Linked DNA regions of Sus scrofa: regions 1, 3, 4 and 5 are each linked to region 2. The links are chromatin contacts, called in public HiChIP or PLAC-seq and promoter capture Hi-C maps. All regions are on one chromosome and are shown on one strand. Each heading gives the region's core, a stretch centred on a gene start, on an enhancer-like site or on the middle of the called end of the contact. The rest is flanking DNA. Distances are from core to core; before and after follow the strand shown.

The links. Promoter capture Hi-C pulls out the DNA fragments that hold promoters and counts their contacts. HiChIP or PLAC-seq counts read pairs in DNA pulled down with a chosen protein or histone mark.
Region 1: a contact with region 2 is called in an H3K27ac HiChIP or PLAC-seq map of skeletal muscle. The contact joins the promoter of SCN4B here to the promoter of UBE4A in region 2. A contact is called at or near these places in 3 of 5 promoter capture datasets (fetal liver and liver), 13 of 47 Hi-C or Micro-C datasets (blood, brain, embryonic fibroblasts and 7 more) and 2 of 2 datasets of contacts at active chromatin or transcription factors (alveolar macrophages and skeletal muscle).
Region 3: an H3K27ac HiChIP or PLAC-seq map of alveolar macrophages shows a contact between it and region 2. The contact joins the promoter of IFT46 here to the promoter of UBE4A in region 2. A contact is called at or near these places in 3 of 5 promoter capture datasets (fetal liver, fetal skeletal muscle and liver), 7 of 47 Hi-C or Micro-C datasets (embryonic fibroblasts, heart right ventricle, liver and 2 more) and 2 of 2 datasets of contacts at active chromatin or transcription factors (alveolar macrophages and skeletal muscle).
Region 4: a contact with region 2 is called in an H3K27ac HiChIP or PLAC-seq map of alveolar macrophages. The contact joins the promoter of PHLDB1 here to the promoter of UBE4A in region 2. A contact is called at or near these places in 1 of 5 promoter capture datasets (fetal skeletal muscle) and 1 of 2 datasets of contacts at active chromatin or transcription factors (alveolar macrophages).
Region 5: a contact with region 2 is called in a promoter capture Hi-C map of liver, with 4 times the contacts expected there. The contact joins the enhancer-like site here to the promoter of UBE4A in region 2. A contact is called at or near these places in 1 of 5 promoter capture datasets (liver), 14 of 47 Hi-C or Micro-C datasets (alveolar macrophages, blood, embryonic fibroblasts and 10 more) and 1 of 2 datasets of contacts at active chromatin or transcription factors (alveolar macrophages).

The regions. Positions count from the first base shown.
Region 1 is chr9:45,474,339-45,477,052 of Sscrofa11.1, reverse strand. It overlaps SCN4B (sodium channel subunit beta-4), which reads left to right and starts at 1,447. Exons shown (of 6, transcript XM_013977487.2): 1 at 1,447-1,676; 2 at 1,925-2,019. The coding sequence starts at 1,995.
Region 2 is chr9:45,659,730-45,662,475 of Sscrofa11.1, reverse strand. UBE4A (ubiquitination factor E4A) reads right to left here and starts at 1,386. Exons shown (of 20, transcript NM_001244872.1): 1 at 1,313-1,386.
Region 3 is chr9:45,860,647-45,863,350 of Sscrofa11.1, reverse strand. IFT46 (intraflagellar transport protein 46 homolog) reads left to right here and starts at 1,433. Exons shown (of 12, transcript XM_003357317.4): 1 at 1,433-1,657; 2 at 2,312-2,408.
Region 4 is chr9:45,900,583-45,903,440 of Sscrofa11.1, reverse strand. PHLDB1 (pleckstrin homology-like domain family B member 1) reads right to left here and starts at 1,342. Exons shown (of 26, transcript XM_021062931.1): 1 at 1,078-1,342.
Region 5 is chr9:45,506,730-45,509,462 of Sscrofa11.1, reverse strand. It overlaps JAML (junction adhesion molecule like), which reads left to right. Exons shown (of 10, transcript NM_001244730.1): 10 at 2,463-2,733. The coding sequence ends at 2,555. Among named protein-coding and RNA genes, the nearest start is that of SCN2B, 5.5 kb to the right of the region's middle. Within about 2 kb of position 1,317, at least 31 of the 83 cell types and tissues checked have an H3K27ac peak or open chromatin away from gene starts, as enhancers often do. A contact at or near this core is called in fetal liver, liver, retroperitoneal adipose tissue and 1 more, where this site is marked.

The sequences.
Region 1 (2,714 bases), core at 198-2,697, 190 kb after region 2:
GGTAGGGCCAGAGTGAGGAGCCCAGGCTGAGGCCTCTGCTGCTGAGGCCTAAGGGTGGCATTGCTCTTAACAATTGCAAGAGGTAAATATCTTCGCTTTCACTGTAGTACAGACAGGCTTCTGCAGAAGATTGCATAACTTGCTCAAGGTCACACGCCAATAAATGCTGGAGCTAGGACTAGATTCCCCAGAGCTACTGTACCACTATCACAGCTCACTACAGAGCCACTGTACCACTGTCACAGCTCCTGGAAAAAACCCAAATAGACATTCAGGCTTTCCCATACAACCACAAGGGGCCCAAGATTCCTCTGAAGCCCCCTGGCTAAAAAGGTGGGTGGTGGTGGGACTGTAGCAGGGGTCAGGCCATGAAGTGGGAGCAGGTTTCCAAGTCTGAACTAGTGCCCAGAGAGGCAAAGGATGGAGGGTCAGGAACAAGGGGCCTGGGATGGAGGGAGGGGGCTGGGAGGTTAGCAGTGGGGTGCCGAGGGGAGGACAGCAGACATTAGTTACCAAACCACACCCCAAACTGCACTATTCACTGGTAACTCCAGAGTGTCTGAGAAAAGGCTCCTTTGTTGGCAGTTTCACCTTGGCCCTGGCTGTGACCCCCAAGCCTGGGAGGGCTGACCTGGGCTCCTCCATCCCCAAAGGGAGGTGAGGCCATGAAGACTTCAGGTTTCTGAAGGACAGAGGAAACCATTGGAGGAGGGTGAAAGGGGAGGGGCGGGGAGTGCCTAGGTAGGAAAAATGAGAATAGAGGTGCTGCAGGAAGGTGAAGAAGGAGCCCCAATCGGATTGGTAGTGTCTGGCCGGATTCCCCAACCAGGGGCATCATGATTTCCCAGCTCATGAAGCAATGGCCGAGGTGGATGGGCGGTGGCGGGGGCAGTTTGCAGTTGGAAGCCGGTCCCCGGGACCCTGCCCAGCGGAGCAAAGGCGGGGCGCGGGGCTCAGAGGCTGCACGCGAGTCAGAATCAGTGGGGTGCAGTGGGGAAGCCCGCACACGCCCACCGGCTGCGCCAGTGTCGGCCATCCAAGCGGTCCCCTCGTGGTCCCCACTCGTGTTTCCCAAAGTAGAACACCCGAAAAGCTCCACCTCTACTCCTCCCCAAACTATCCTCCTAATTGGCAGCTCAGCGCATGGGATGATGCGGGCGGCTGCGGGTGGCCCTGCAGTGCCAAGCCGCAGCAGCCCTGCCCAAGCCGGAGGGGAAGCGGGGGGCCCGGCACGCTCCCGGGGCTCGGGGACCACGAGGCGGGGGCGCCCCAGGCACCGCGGCGGCCACCGCCCCTCCTGCGGCTGGAGCGCTTCCAGAGCAGAGGCGCAGCGTCGCTCGCCTCTGCACTAGCTCGGCGGTCCTCCTGCTCCTGTTCCTCCTCTTCGTGCTCCTCCTCCTTCTCCCCGTGCCCTCAGCGGCCGCTCCCGCAGTCGGCTCCTCCTCTCCCTCCCTCCCCCTCCTCTCCTGCCATCCCCGCTAACTTTCCCAAGCTCAGCCGGCGGCGCAGAGCTCCCCGGCAGCCTCCAGGCCCACTGCAGACCGCGGGCTGCGAGCGCGGCTGCGCCCTGTATCCTGTCCCCGCGCCCCTGGCGCGCTCCGGAGAGAAAAGAACGATGCTCGGGGCCGGGGACCGAGGCGCACCCAGGGCGAGATGGCTGGGCACTGGGCTTTTGGGTAAGGCAGCCCCAGCTCGGTTTCTTCTCCTGCCTCTTCCCCCCTCCTCCCCCATCTCCCCCCAGAGCAGGGGTCACTTCGAAGAGCAGTGCCTTGGACGGGGGGAAGGCTTTGGAGCGGGGCTACTGGCTTGAGACTCTAGCTGGGAGGGCTGAGCTCCCCGGGGACAGTGCGCCGTCCCCCGCCCCATCGGCCCGCCAGCCTCGCGATTAGTTTTTTTTTTTTTTTGCTGTTTCTGGTGCCTTCAGCCCCGCACTTCTGGAGCTGGATCTTGGGGACCCGAGTTGAGACGTTTAAGCTGCTGGGGGAGAGCGGCTAATGCCTTGGGTGGAGGGGATGCCAGGTGGGTTGCAAGTGTGATTGTTGAGATGCTAGTTTCTACCCCTGCTCAGAGCTCTTTGCTACTTGGAAGCTGGTTGTCCAGGCACCGGCATGCACCAGTTGGGGGTTGGGGAGCTCCCTTTCCTACTGATCCTTGTTCTGTTTGCCTCCTCTGCCCTCTACTTCCTCTGGTGTCCACTGCCTTCCCTGCAGACTGGATGTGTTGGAGGGACTTGGAGGATCATTTAAGCCCCCTTTTAGGAAAGATATTTTCTCTCTTCCTAGGAAGAGATTCCCTGGGGGAATGGGGAGGACCTGTTTCACCTGCTCCTGGCTCTTCATTTTGGGATGAATATGAAGACTGAGGAGGCCCGGCCAGAGGACACAGAAAGAACAGATTATCGATATCTATTAATATGCACATGATAGTTTTGAGCATCAAACTCTAAGAGATTAGGGAATGATATTTATTTGTCCAGAACATTATCTCCTCATAACTCAGAGCTGGCTTTCAAATGTAAGCCAACTCCATCTCTGGCACCCGCACCTCTTCCTGTTTGTATTTGTCAGATGTGGCTTTTGGCAGCTCCCTGCATGGGGTAGGCACGCGACGTAGGCATTTGGGCTGAAAGCAGGGAGGCAGAAGTCTTTAAGGGCGATCACTGCTGTTTCTGCAAATGTAAACTGTGTGCAGGCCTGTCATGTTGGCACCTGGTG
Region 2 (2,746 bases), core at 137-2,636:
ATCGGAGCTGTAGCTGCCAGCCTACGACACAGCCACAACAATGCCAGATCCTTAGCCCACTGAGGGAGGCCAGGGATCGAACCTGTGTCTTCGTGGATACTAGTCAGATTCGTTTCTGCTGAGCCATGACCGGAACTCCCTAAATCCGTCCTCTTTAAAAACATGTTTCCCTCTGATACATGTGCTCCAAGAGTCTGTAATAGCTGTCTAGCCCAGTCCTACAAAATCCTTTCACTCTCCCCTGATTCAATCTTTTGTTTATAAGCAATACTGCTATCCCTTAAGGGCCACTGACAGCTTTTAAAGAGATGAGCGCACGTTTTAACATCGGACTTGATATTGCTTTTAAACAGAAATACTCGGAATACTTCACAAAACTGGGATTCTCAAAATCAAACTTTATTAAATCATACTCCATAAGGTCTAAGTTTCCTGGTGAGGTCAAACCAAAAAAGGAATTAAAAAAATATTTCATCACATGTTCCCCCTCCAATTACCCTTTCAGGCCTCTACTGTGGAAACAGATCCTTTGGTCACATCAGTCACATCGGCAAGCTAGAAGGAGCTCATCAAGTAGCAAAGCAGACAGTACTCCCTCCTGGGGCCCATTTTATCTCAGAAGGGCTCCCATGTGAGACCAAAATGGTCCATGCGAGTGAGACTAAACATTTTCTTGTTCTGGAAGCAAAAAACTGATCCCAAGGAGAAGATCCATCAAAAATAAGCTCCTGAGCTCTAGTTACTCAATTTTGCAAGTGCCTTCTAAACCCAGCTGCTGAGGGAGCAAGAAGCAGAGTGCCAGCAGAGTTTTGAGAGGTGAAATGATTGCTTGCCTTAAGAAATGTCAATACCCTGCCATATGTATTCAACTGGTTTGATTACCAGCCTATGACACAGCCGTAGGCTGTGCTTAATTTCCTCTTCTTTGGCACTTGGCTATCTGTTGTCTACTTTTTATATTTTATCCCTCCAGGTTCCATAAGGTATTCGCAGCATGGAGGGAGACCCACCCACTGGGCGCACGTTCTAGAGAAAGAAAGTCAAAATTAATGCAAGGCCAAGATTCCTGGCTTTTCCAGGAAGAGAATGGCCAAGGGGGCCAGAGAGGCCAGAAGCTAGAGCACTGTAAGGGGTTCCCAAAACAGTCAGGGTCGAAGTTCATGGAGGAGAAAGCCAGTGGTCAGGAAAGCACAGGTAAAAAGAATTTGAAAGAGCTAACAGTGCAGAGGTTTGGACTGGCATTCGACTAGAAGGAAAAAATTCCTCTGCAGCCTCAAAGGTTCCCCTCCCCTCCAGCTATTTTGTCTCTTACCAGAGCCAGAAGGGCCAGCAGCGACGACACGACAGAGTCTCAGTGGCCGAAGGGTTCCCACTTCCGACTCAGCACCGCAACCGGAACTTACATCATGACTAGGCGCCGTGCCTTGAGGAATCTCGTCTAGGCGCCGGAAACTGGGTGTGTCGCTCTGCGTTGGGAGCGGGCGCGCAAACATCCCCACGACGCATGCGCTGGCTGGCTGGGGCGGAGCGGAAGTAGCCGGAAGTGGCGTTAGGGCGGTGTCCGGCGGGTAGTGGCAGGCTTATGGGTGAGCTGCAAGGCAGGTGTTTTGAAGCTTCACGGAGTATGAGACGGGTCTCCGAAATCCGTGTATGGGTGACAGATATGACTTGGTAAACCCTGGCTCTGCTCTAGGCCACTGTGGGCTTCTTTCTATTTTTCCCATTAGCCTTAGGCTTTTTTGAAGCAGCTTCTGTACTTTTTATAAATTATTATCTGTGAAGCAGTTAACAGTAGTAATAACAGTAACTGAAAGTTGTGAATTCTTTTTAGGTGCCAGGCAATGTGTTCTTGTAAAGTGGAGACGATATACATCCTCAAGGTTGCCTCGAGGTACACAAAGGCAAAGGAAGCGGCATATTTTTTAAGAGTGCAAATGAAAAGACAATTCAGGAGTTCCCGTCGTGGCGCAGTGGTTAACGAATCCGACTAGGAACCATGAGGTTGCGGCTTCGGTCCCTGCCCTTGCTCAGTGGGTTAAGGGTCCGGCGTTGCTGTGAGCTGTGGTGTAGGTCGCAGATACGGCGGATCCCGCGTTGCTGTGGCTCTGGTGTAGGCCGGCGGCTACAGCTCCGATTCGACCCCTAGCTTGGGAACCTCCATATGCCGTGAGAGCGGCCCAAGAAATAGCAAAAAAAGACAAAAAAAAAAAAAAAAAAAAGACAATTCATTGAGTGACAGAAATATTTGTAAATTACATATCTGATTAAGAAGTAACATCCAGATATATTTTAAAAAGTCTGTAACTCAACAACAACCAACACAAATGACTGGATTAAAGAATGGACAGTGGACTTGAATAAACATTTCTCTAAAGAAAACGTACAAAAAGGAGTTCCCCTCATGGCGCAGTGGAGACGAATCTGACTAGGAACCATGAGGCTGTGGGTTCGATCCCTGGCCTTGCTCACTGGGTTAAGGATCCTGCATTGCCATGAGCTGTGGGTGGTGTAGGTCACAGACATACTTAGAGCTCCAATCTCGTGTTGCTGTGGTGTTTCTATGGCTGTGGCTCCTATTGGACACCTAGCCTGGGAAACTGTATATGCCTGAGTGAGCCCTCCCCCCCCCCCAAAAAAAAAGAAAAAAGAAAATGTGCAAATGGCCAATAAGCACATGAAAAGATGCTCAATGTCAGTAGTCATTAGGGAAATGCAAATCAAAACCAGGACGAAATGTCACCTTACC
Region 3 (2,704 bases), core at 184-2,683, 200 kb before region 2:
ATCTGGCATTGCTGGTGGCTGTGGCAGCAACTGCAGCTCTGATTTGACCCCTAGCCTGGGAACTTACATATGCCACGGGTGCAACCATAAAAAGACAAAAACAAAACGATAGATGGCCAATAAGCACATAAAAATATGCTCAATATCTTTAGTCCTTAGGGAATTGCAAATCAAAGCTTGCTAGGATGGCTATAATAATAAGAGTTGGTGAGAATGTGGAGAAATTAGAACTCTCATACACTGCTGGCGGGAACCTGAAGTAGTTTAATTGTTTGGGGAAAGCTTGGCAGCTCCTCAAAAAGCTAAGCATGGGGTTACCATGTGACCCAGCAATTCACTCCTATGTATGCGCCCAAGAGAGTTAAAACCACACACCCATACACAACCTTGAACACTAATGTTCATAGAAACATTGTTCATAATAGCCAAAAAGTGGAAACGATCCAAGTGTCCCTCAGTACTCGAATGAATAACAAAATGTGGTATATTTAGAGTTCCCACCGGCAAAGCGGAAACGAATCCGACTAGGAACAATGAGGTTTCGGGTTCAATCCCTGGCCTCACTCAGTGGGTTAAGGATCCGGGGTTGCCATGAGCTATGGTGTGGGTTGTAGACGCGGCTGGGATCTGGCATTGCTGTGGCTCTGGCATAGGCCGGCAGCTACAGCTCCGATTAGACCCCTAGCCTGGGAACCTCCATATGCCGTGGAGGAAGCTCTAAAAAGACAAAAAAAAAAAAAAAAAAAAAAGGTAGTATATCTAAACAATGGAATATTAGTCACAAAAAGGAATTAAATTCTGATACATGATACAACATGGATGAACCTTGAAAATACTATGTTAAGTGAAAGATGCCACTCACAAAAGACCGTATCTTCTATGACTCCATTTATGTAAAATATCCAGAACAGATAAATCCATACAGAGAAAGAATGGCCGGCAGCTACAGCTCTGATTTGACCCCCAGCTTGGGATTTTCCATAGGTCGCAGGTGCAGCCCTAAAAAAAATTAAAATTAAAAAATTAAAAAAGCGGGAGAATGTGTTAAATTTGAATCACAGGTAAATAATAATTTGTTAATACTATAAATATGTCCCATGCTATGGACACAGTGGAGGGGAAAGACTATAATGTAATAAAAATGCTATAAAAGTAGTACAGAATGTCAGGAATTGAGGCAACCCCTGAGTTTGCCTAAAGGCTGAGTGGTCTGACTTAATAGGAACTCATACCTACTGATCCTTTCCCTGGGTAAAAAATGCAGACCGTGTTTCGGGATCTAGAGCTTAACTCTCTACCAACCGGAATTCATCTGATTTGCTGCCTGCAGCCGCTAGATGCCACCACAGACACATCTGTTGAAATCTAAACAATCACGATGTGAGCTCCTCTTTTTCTGCTTGGCTCCTTAGCTGGGGAGAAACATAATGCGCGAGTTGAGCTCTCACGAGAGTTAAAGGAAGTCTCGCGATTTTTCTGTTTCTTTCTTCGCTCTTTTTATTTATTTATTTATTGTTTGTTTGCTTAGCTACTGACAACACGCCAGTTGCTCCCCTTCTTTCCAAGTAAAAGTGGCCTGGCCTGAGATTAGGGTGAGACCCCAGCCCTAGGCTGGGGTTCCTTCCAGATAGAAGAGACGGATTCGGAGGGGCTACAGGTAATTCGTACTCACCCTAACAGAGAACGCTTCCTCTCTCCCAAGAGGAATAGAAAGGACTCCTTTTCTGTCCTCGCAACCCCTCTCCACTTCTTTCCGTTTTCTTACCCACTATACTTTCTCCCTTCCCTTCACGCCATCACCGACCATTCTGCTTGCCTTACTCCCCACGAAACGTAAGGGGCATCCGAACTACAAGACGAGACCAAGGGGGGTGGGGTGGTCATGGTATAGATGAGGGTGATGCTTTTGGACCAAGAGACTAGAGTTTAACCTCTCTTAGAGGAACAGCCCCCGCCCTGGTGACTCTAGAAACAGAATTGTTTCTAGAACCTCTACAGCTAAGAAATCCCAGCAGCCTTGGGAAACTGACCGAACCTGAGGCTCACTTGAGCCGTTCTCTACAAAAGAGCTTTGGGGAAGGTGATGCAGAAGTTGGCTGTTGTTTCGCTCCAGGATTTCTTCGTTCTCCGGTCAGCCTGCCAGCAGTTCCTAAATAAGGGCTGCAGCAGAATGACTTAACTGCTTGAACTGGGGTGAGGGTTTCATGTAAAACTGGTGTCTCGGAACCATTGCTGGTTTGGAGTCCAGCTCCCCACAGAGTGCTTACTGTCCCGTGATAGGAGCTGTGTAATCATGTTTCCTTTTACTTAGACCAAGATTATAGAAAACCAGACATATGATGAGCGTCTAGAGATTAACGACTCGGAAGAGGTTGCAAGTATTTATACTCCTCCCTCAAGACACAAAGGTAAGAAATAAATGAAGAGAAAAGAAGACAGACGGTTCTCAGAGCAAAGAGCAGGATGGACTCATGATTGTTTCCAATAATTTTTTAGTTTATAATAGCAAATGTTGACTTTCAGAGTCAAGTTATTTGTTGTCGCTTCTGTTTTCTAACTACTTAAGGAGGGAGAAAACACCGCCACCCACATTGCAGGATCTTCCTTCAATCTGACCAGTTTCCCATCATCATTTATTTCGTGATACTCTTTACCCATAATCTGCCAGGGGTTCATGTTTGTTTATTTAATTTATCAAAAGTCT
Region 4 (2,858 bases), core at 93-2,592, 240 kb before region 2:
TGTCAGGGAGTGCGTGTGCGCGGGGAAGGGTGTGTGCGCGGGGAAGGGCGTGAGCGCGGGACGCCGCAAGTGTGAATGTGGACCTCCTGAGAGTGCTTGGCGTGTGTGTAGAGTGTGTAGAGGTCTAGGAATGTTTGGGTCCCACACGTGTAACTGCAGAGAGAGACAGGGGTGTCGGCGTGGCTTGTGTAGTGGGAAGGGTGAGTGGGTGGTGCCTGGTGGGGCACCGAGGGTGTCTGCTCGTGGGATGCCTGACGTGGTGGGGAGTTTTGTTTGTGTGTGACCGGTCCGATGAGTCAGCCCTCCGGGAGGCTTCGGGACCGCTGAGCTAACGGGCCCAGAATGCAGCCCCGCCCCGGCGCCCTGGGTCCCCCGCCGGGCGGCGCGCTCTCCCGGCCCAGCCGCCGCTCGCGCCAGCCTGGGCGGAAGAGTCAGCGAGCGCCTCGGCAACCCCGCGGCCCCTCCCGGGCCCCCTCCCGCCCGCGCTTCCCAGTCCCAGAGGAGCCCGGATGACCTGGCTCAGCCTCGGCCCGGGGAACTCCGCAAGGGATTCGAATCCAGACCAAGCGGGAACTCACTGACCCCACAGCCCTCTCCAGCCTCCAGGACCCCTAAAGATGCGGGTCCTCCGAGGAGGGCCCGGGAGGCCCCAGATGTGCCACCTATCTACTGATACTCCCACGAGTCGCTCCCGGATACTACTGCCTCCGAGCCCTACTTAACATCCCTTTCCCATCCCTAAAGGAGGCCCGGCTCGGGACAGAAGCAGAGATGCCCCAGGGGACCCCCTCGCTCCTGGTGCAGTGCTCTTAGTCCTTCTATCAGCGGAAGAGCAGAGGTGTGGGGGGCAGGCGGACGAGTCCCAGGAGTATCGCCGGGCTGCCTGGGTTCCCGCAGGAGACTCTGAAGGGACAGGGTCCTCGTTCTTCCAGAGTGGGATAGGGGGTGAGGGGTGGAGCGCGAGGGCCCCCTCTGGCGGCGGCGCGGGCAGCGGCTCAGGAGGGCAAGAGTAAGGAGTTCCCAGGAAAGCAACGAAGCCCATTCTGCAGAAAAACCTTGGCGCTCCCATGCACTCACCTGAGGCACCCCCTCCTCCTCTAAGGGTTTCTTCCGGGCTCTCCAGCCCAAAGCTGATCTGAGGGCTGTCGCCAGGCCCCTGGGATTTCCTCCTGTCCTGTCCCAGCAGTGCAGCTAGCAGGACTCGCAGGCTCAGTGAGAGGGAACGTTCTTACCTCGGCGGGAGAGGGGGACACCGGTTCCTTAGCCCGGCTCAGCCTCTGAGGCCTCAGGCTCCGGAGAACACTCTTGCTTTTCCCTGGGAGCCCAGAAAGTAGGAGGAGAGCGAGCGGGTCCCGCCTCCCCATTCCCCACCCCACCCCCACCCCCACCCCCCGCTAGTCCCCGCCCCCGTCCCCCGTCCCGTCCGCCCGGCCAGCCTGAGGAGACGCCCTTGTGGGACCGGAGCCCAAGGTCCCCCCCACCCACCCTTTCCCAGAGCAGCACCTCCCCCCCCCCGCCCCCGCCTGCACAGCGCCCGCTTTGTTCATCTCTGCAGCTGGGCTCTCGGCTACCACCACCACCGTATACACCCCCCATCCCCACTCACTTTCCGGGTCCGACTCTCTTAGACCACCCTCCAGCCTAGGCTTTAAGGTGCTTCTGAGGATTGACAGTTTCTCTCTACTTCCGCCCCCCCCCCCCCGCCCCGAACTTTAGATGTCTAAACCCTCCATCAGCTCCCAGTGAACCTCATAGTCCCAGCCCTCCAACACACTCTCAATATTTCCAAATACCTTCAGGGGATATCCAGGTTTGGCCTCTGTCGCTCCTGCTCATCCTACCACCATGACAGCTTATGGGGTTGATAACCCTGCATATACGGTGGCACAGATATTTTCAAGGATAGGTACAAGAAGGCGTGTTAAAGTGCCATGCAAACTGTAAAGAACAGGAAAGCTGAATGGAAGTGTCATCCTGGCCCCTTGTTAGCTCCACCCCCACCACAACCTGCAGGATTATAACTGGAAGGCAAACGATAGATTTATAGTTGAGCACACCATCCTATAGCAGTTTGGATCTCTGTTGGACTGAGAAGTTAATAAGGAAAAAGAGGAGGGACTAAAAACCTAAGAGAAACCTAGACACTGAGCCTGGCTGAAAGTCATGCTCCTTTTCAACCCCCACCCGAAATCCAACGCTGATAGTGGATCCTTACCTTGCAAAGCCAGCTCTTGCCTCAAGAGACTGGGGAGGCCCCAGGGAACTGAACTCAGCTAGACTGGATTCCTTTAACTTTCATTAGAGGGACCTCTGAGACTGACTCTTCCTCCCTGAAGGAGAAGGCAGAAAGTCCCCAAGCCCCAAGGAGAAAGCAGAAAGCCCCCAATTCCAGGGGGGGAGAATAGCAGAAAATCAGGGACAAGTCTTGTTCTGATTCAGTGACTTTAGTGTGTACCCTCTCTCCCTACCTAACTCAGGAACGACAGGAGGTTGAACTTCAGGAATCTCTGGTCACTCATTGACAGGGCCAGCATTAGCAGGGGGCCCCCCACAGCAGGAGGCAGGAGATGACTGGAGCCAGGCAATGGACAAAAAGGGGGAGGGGGAGGGAAGCTCTTTGCAGCTACCTGCTATAGCTAACAGAGGTCGAACTATCAGGCTACAGCATGTACCGGAAAGCCCCAAGATTTGGCCAGGGGTGGGGAGCAATGTTGAGAGTGGAAGCCTCTTATTCTTTTTTCATACTGGTTGAGGCTCATAAAAGTACTTTTATTCTAGCCATCTTTCATGAGGCAGATCATAAAAGTAATTTTCAGGCTATTCTGCTTAAAAAAAAAAAATTAAGAAAGAAAAGGCAA
Region 5 (2,733 bases), core at 68-2,567, 150 kb after region 2:
ATGGCAAAGTCATGCGGGAGCGACATTGCTAGGCCCCCTGGGGAGGCCACTCTGCTGAGGGCAGAGATTTTCCCAAGGAGCAGGAAATTGTGAGAAGCAGAAGCTCTGCTGGATAGAAGACTAATATCAAACTTGCCCTGAGAGTTCCTGTTGTGGTTCAGTGGGTTAAGAACCTGACTAGTATCCTTGAGGATGCAGGTTCCATCCCTGGTCTCGCTCAGTGGGTTAAGGATCTATGTTGACCTGAGCTGTGGCATAGGTCACAGATGCGGCTCAGATCCCCGAGTTGCTGTGGCTGTGGTGTAGGCCAGCAGCTTCAGCTTCAGTTGGACCCCTAGCCTGGGAAATTCCATATGCTGCAGGTGTGGCCCTAAAAGGAAAAAACAAAAGCTAGAAACTTGCCCTCATACCCAATATCAAGTAATTTTGAGTATTATGAGTGTTTCTCGGGCTGGAGATGATTGATTTCAGGGTGAAAGGAAGCGGTTGCCTGCGGGGTAGACAGAGCATCTCTGCCTGTCAGCACAACACTGGCTAAACACAGCATAGAAAAGAGGGTGCCGAGGGTGCTGTTAGATCCTTGCATAAATATTGTGTCACAAGGGACTGTTTTCCTTCTGTTTAAAATATCCCTTCCAACTCTCAGATTTTATTTTTTGGCCATACCTGCAGCATGTAGAAGTTCCGATGCCAGGGATTGAACCTGTGCCATAGTAGTGACCCAAGCCACAGCAGTGACAACACCAGATCCTTAACCCACCTAGCTACCAGGGACCCCTCCAACCCTAAGATTTTTAAAAAGTTCTGTGACTTATTACACCTAATAAGTATAGTCTAACTGCCAGGAAGGCTGCATGCCGACCTTCCTGTGATAGCACAGAGTCCGATTCCTGCTTTTTTTCTGCTCAACTCTCCCGGGAAGTCCAGCACCTAGAAGAGGCACTGGCTGTGTAGTGAGGAGGGTAAGGACAAAAGGAGTGAGCCGGCCACATAGTGCTATTTGTGGACTAATGATAGACGCCCCGGCCATGAAGCGAGCAGTGTTCTGCTGGGGTCTGTCAGGAAGACTGGCCTCCTCTGTTTATGGGATGATGGCTTGTATTTGTTCCTGTTGCACCAGCGCTAAGGACACGTGACTCCTGGCTGATGGCCGCAGAGGAAGGTTCTGCTAGCAAAGTGTGAGATCAGAGACCTGGCCTGGTTCCACCAGGGGAAATATGAGCGCCACTCTGAAGCCGCAGTTGAATATAGTCACCCCCGCCCCCATCCTTCTCCTGTTAGTGCCATGTGATGCACAGGAACTGCCAGAACCTCGTCCTGCCTCTCAGAGACCTGCTGATACAGCTGCACAGTGGCTGCTGCTGAATGTGTCACCCACCTGGGCAGTACTGTTGGCAGACAGTCTGTGGGGCAGAGGTGATGCAGGAGTGAGTCATTTTCAAAGCCAGCCTCCCCGGGCTCAGTGCTAGGGGCTTGGGATTTACACTCTGCGGAAAATAGCACCCCTGTCCTCTTGAAACAGATCCAATAGAGCAAGTGTGATGAGAGGCCCAGGCCACAAACTCAAAGCCCTTCAGGGACTGGTCATGTTATTTGTTCTATTTTATTTTACTTTTTGGCTGTGGTGTGTAGTGGCTTGAGGTGGGATCTCAACTCCCAGACCAGGGATTGAACCCCAGGCTGCAGTGGTGAAAGTGCTGAATCCTAACTACTAGACCACCAGGGAACTCCTGCTGGTCAAGTTATTTTAAAACAGTATATGCCAACTTAAACAAGCCTATGGGTGAATTCTGGCCTGCATACCTTGGGTATGGAGGTGTTATCTGATAGGGGGCAGGGGCAACAGAGAGCCTTTGATTTTTTTGTGTGTGTGTGTGTCTTTTTAAGGCTGCACCCACAGCATATGGAAGTTCCTAGGCTAGGTGTTAAATCAGAGCTGCAGCAGCCAGTCTATACCACAGCCACAGCAACACCAGATCCGAGCCATGTCTGCAAGATACACCATGGCTCATGGCAACGCCAGATCCCTAACTCTCTGAGCAAGGCCAGGGATCGAACCTGTGTCCTCATGGATCTTTGTTGGGTTTGTTACTGCTGGGCCACGATGGGGACTCCAAAGAGCATTTGATTTTTGATTAAATTTACCTAAATGAAGGGGTCGCCACTCTGTGCCCCCTTTCTGAGGCTGTAGAGCACCCTGGTTAAGATGCCAAGCTTTGGAGTTGGAGAGACCCAGACAGACTTCAAAACTAGATCATCTTGGGCCCGTAGCTTTGCCTCGAGCCTCAGTTTCCTCATCCTTAACTGAAAGAATAAAGCCTACTTCCCAGGTGGTAAGGACCCACTGAGATAGTGCCCGTGAAATTCAGAATCGGTCCAGGCAGATGGAAAGGGCTCTGTAAATGGTGACTATTATGATTGAGATGCTTCTTACAAAGGTGTTTTGTTCTCTCTCCCCACAGCACCCAGTTTGGCCTTCCCTGAGGTCAGCACCAGGCAGCCCACTTGACAGAAAGTCAGCTGGGGGAATGCCAAAAACTGAGCACGCCTTTTGAGAAGAAAGGGGAGTTTCCTTTGTTCTTGTCCCTGACAGAGACGCTCCTTCCTCTGTGTCCTGAGTCCATGTACCAGTTATTTCGGATCCCCCTGCCCTCCCAGTCATCCTCCCGCACCCCCCTGCTTGGGCGAAGGGCTGAAATGGAGGTTTGAAGCCTGGCAGAGGGACAGGACAGC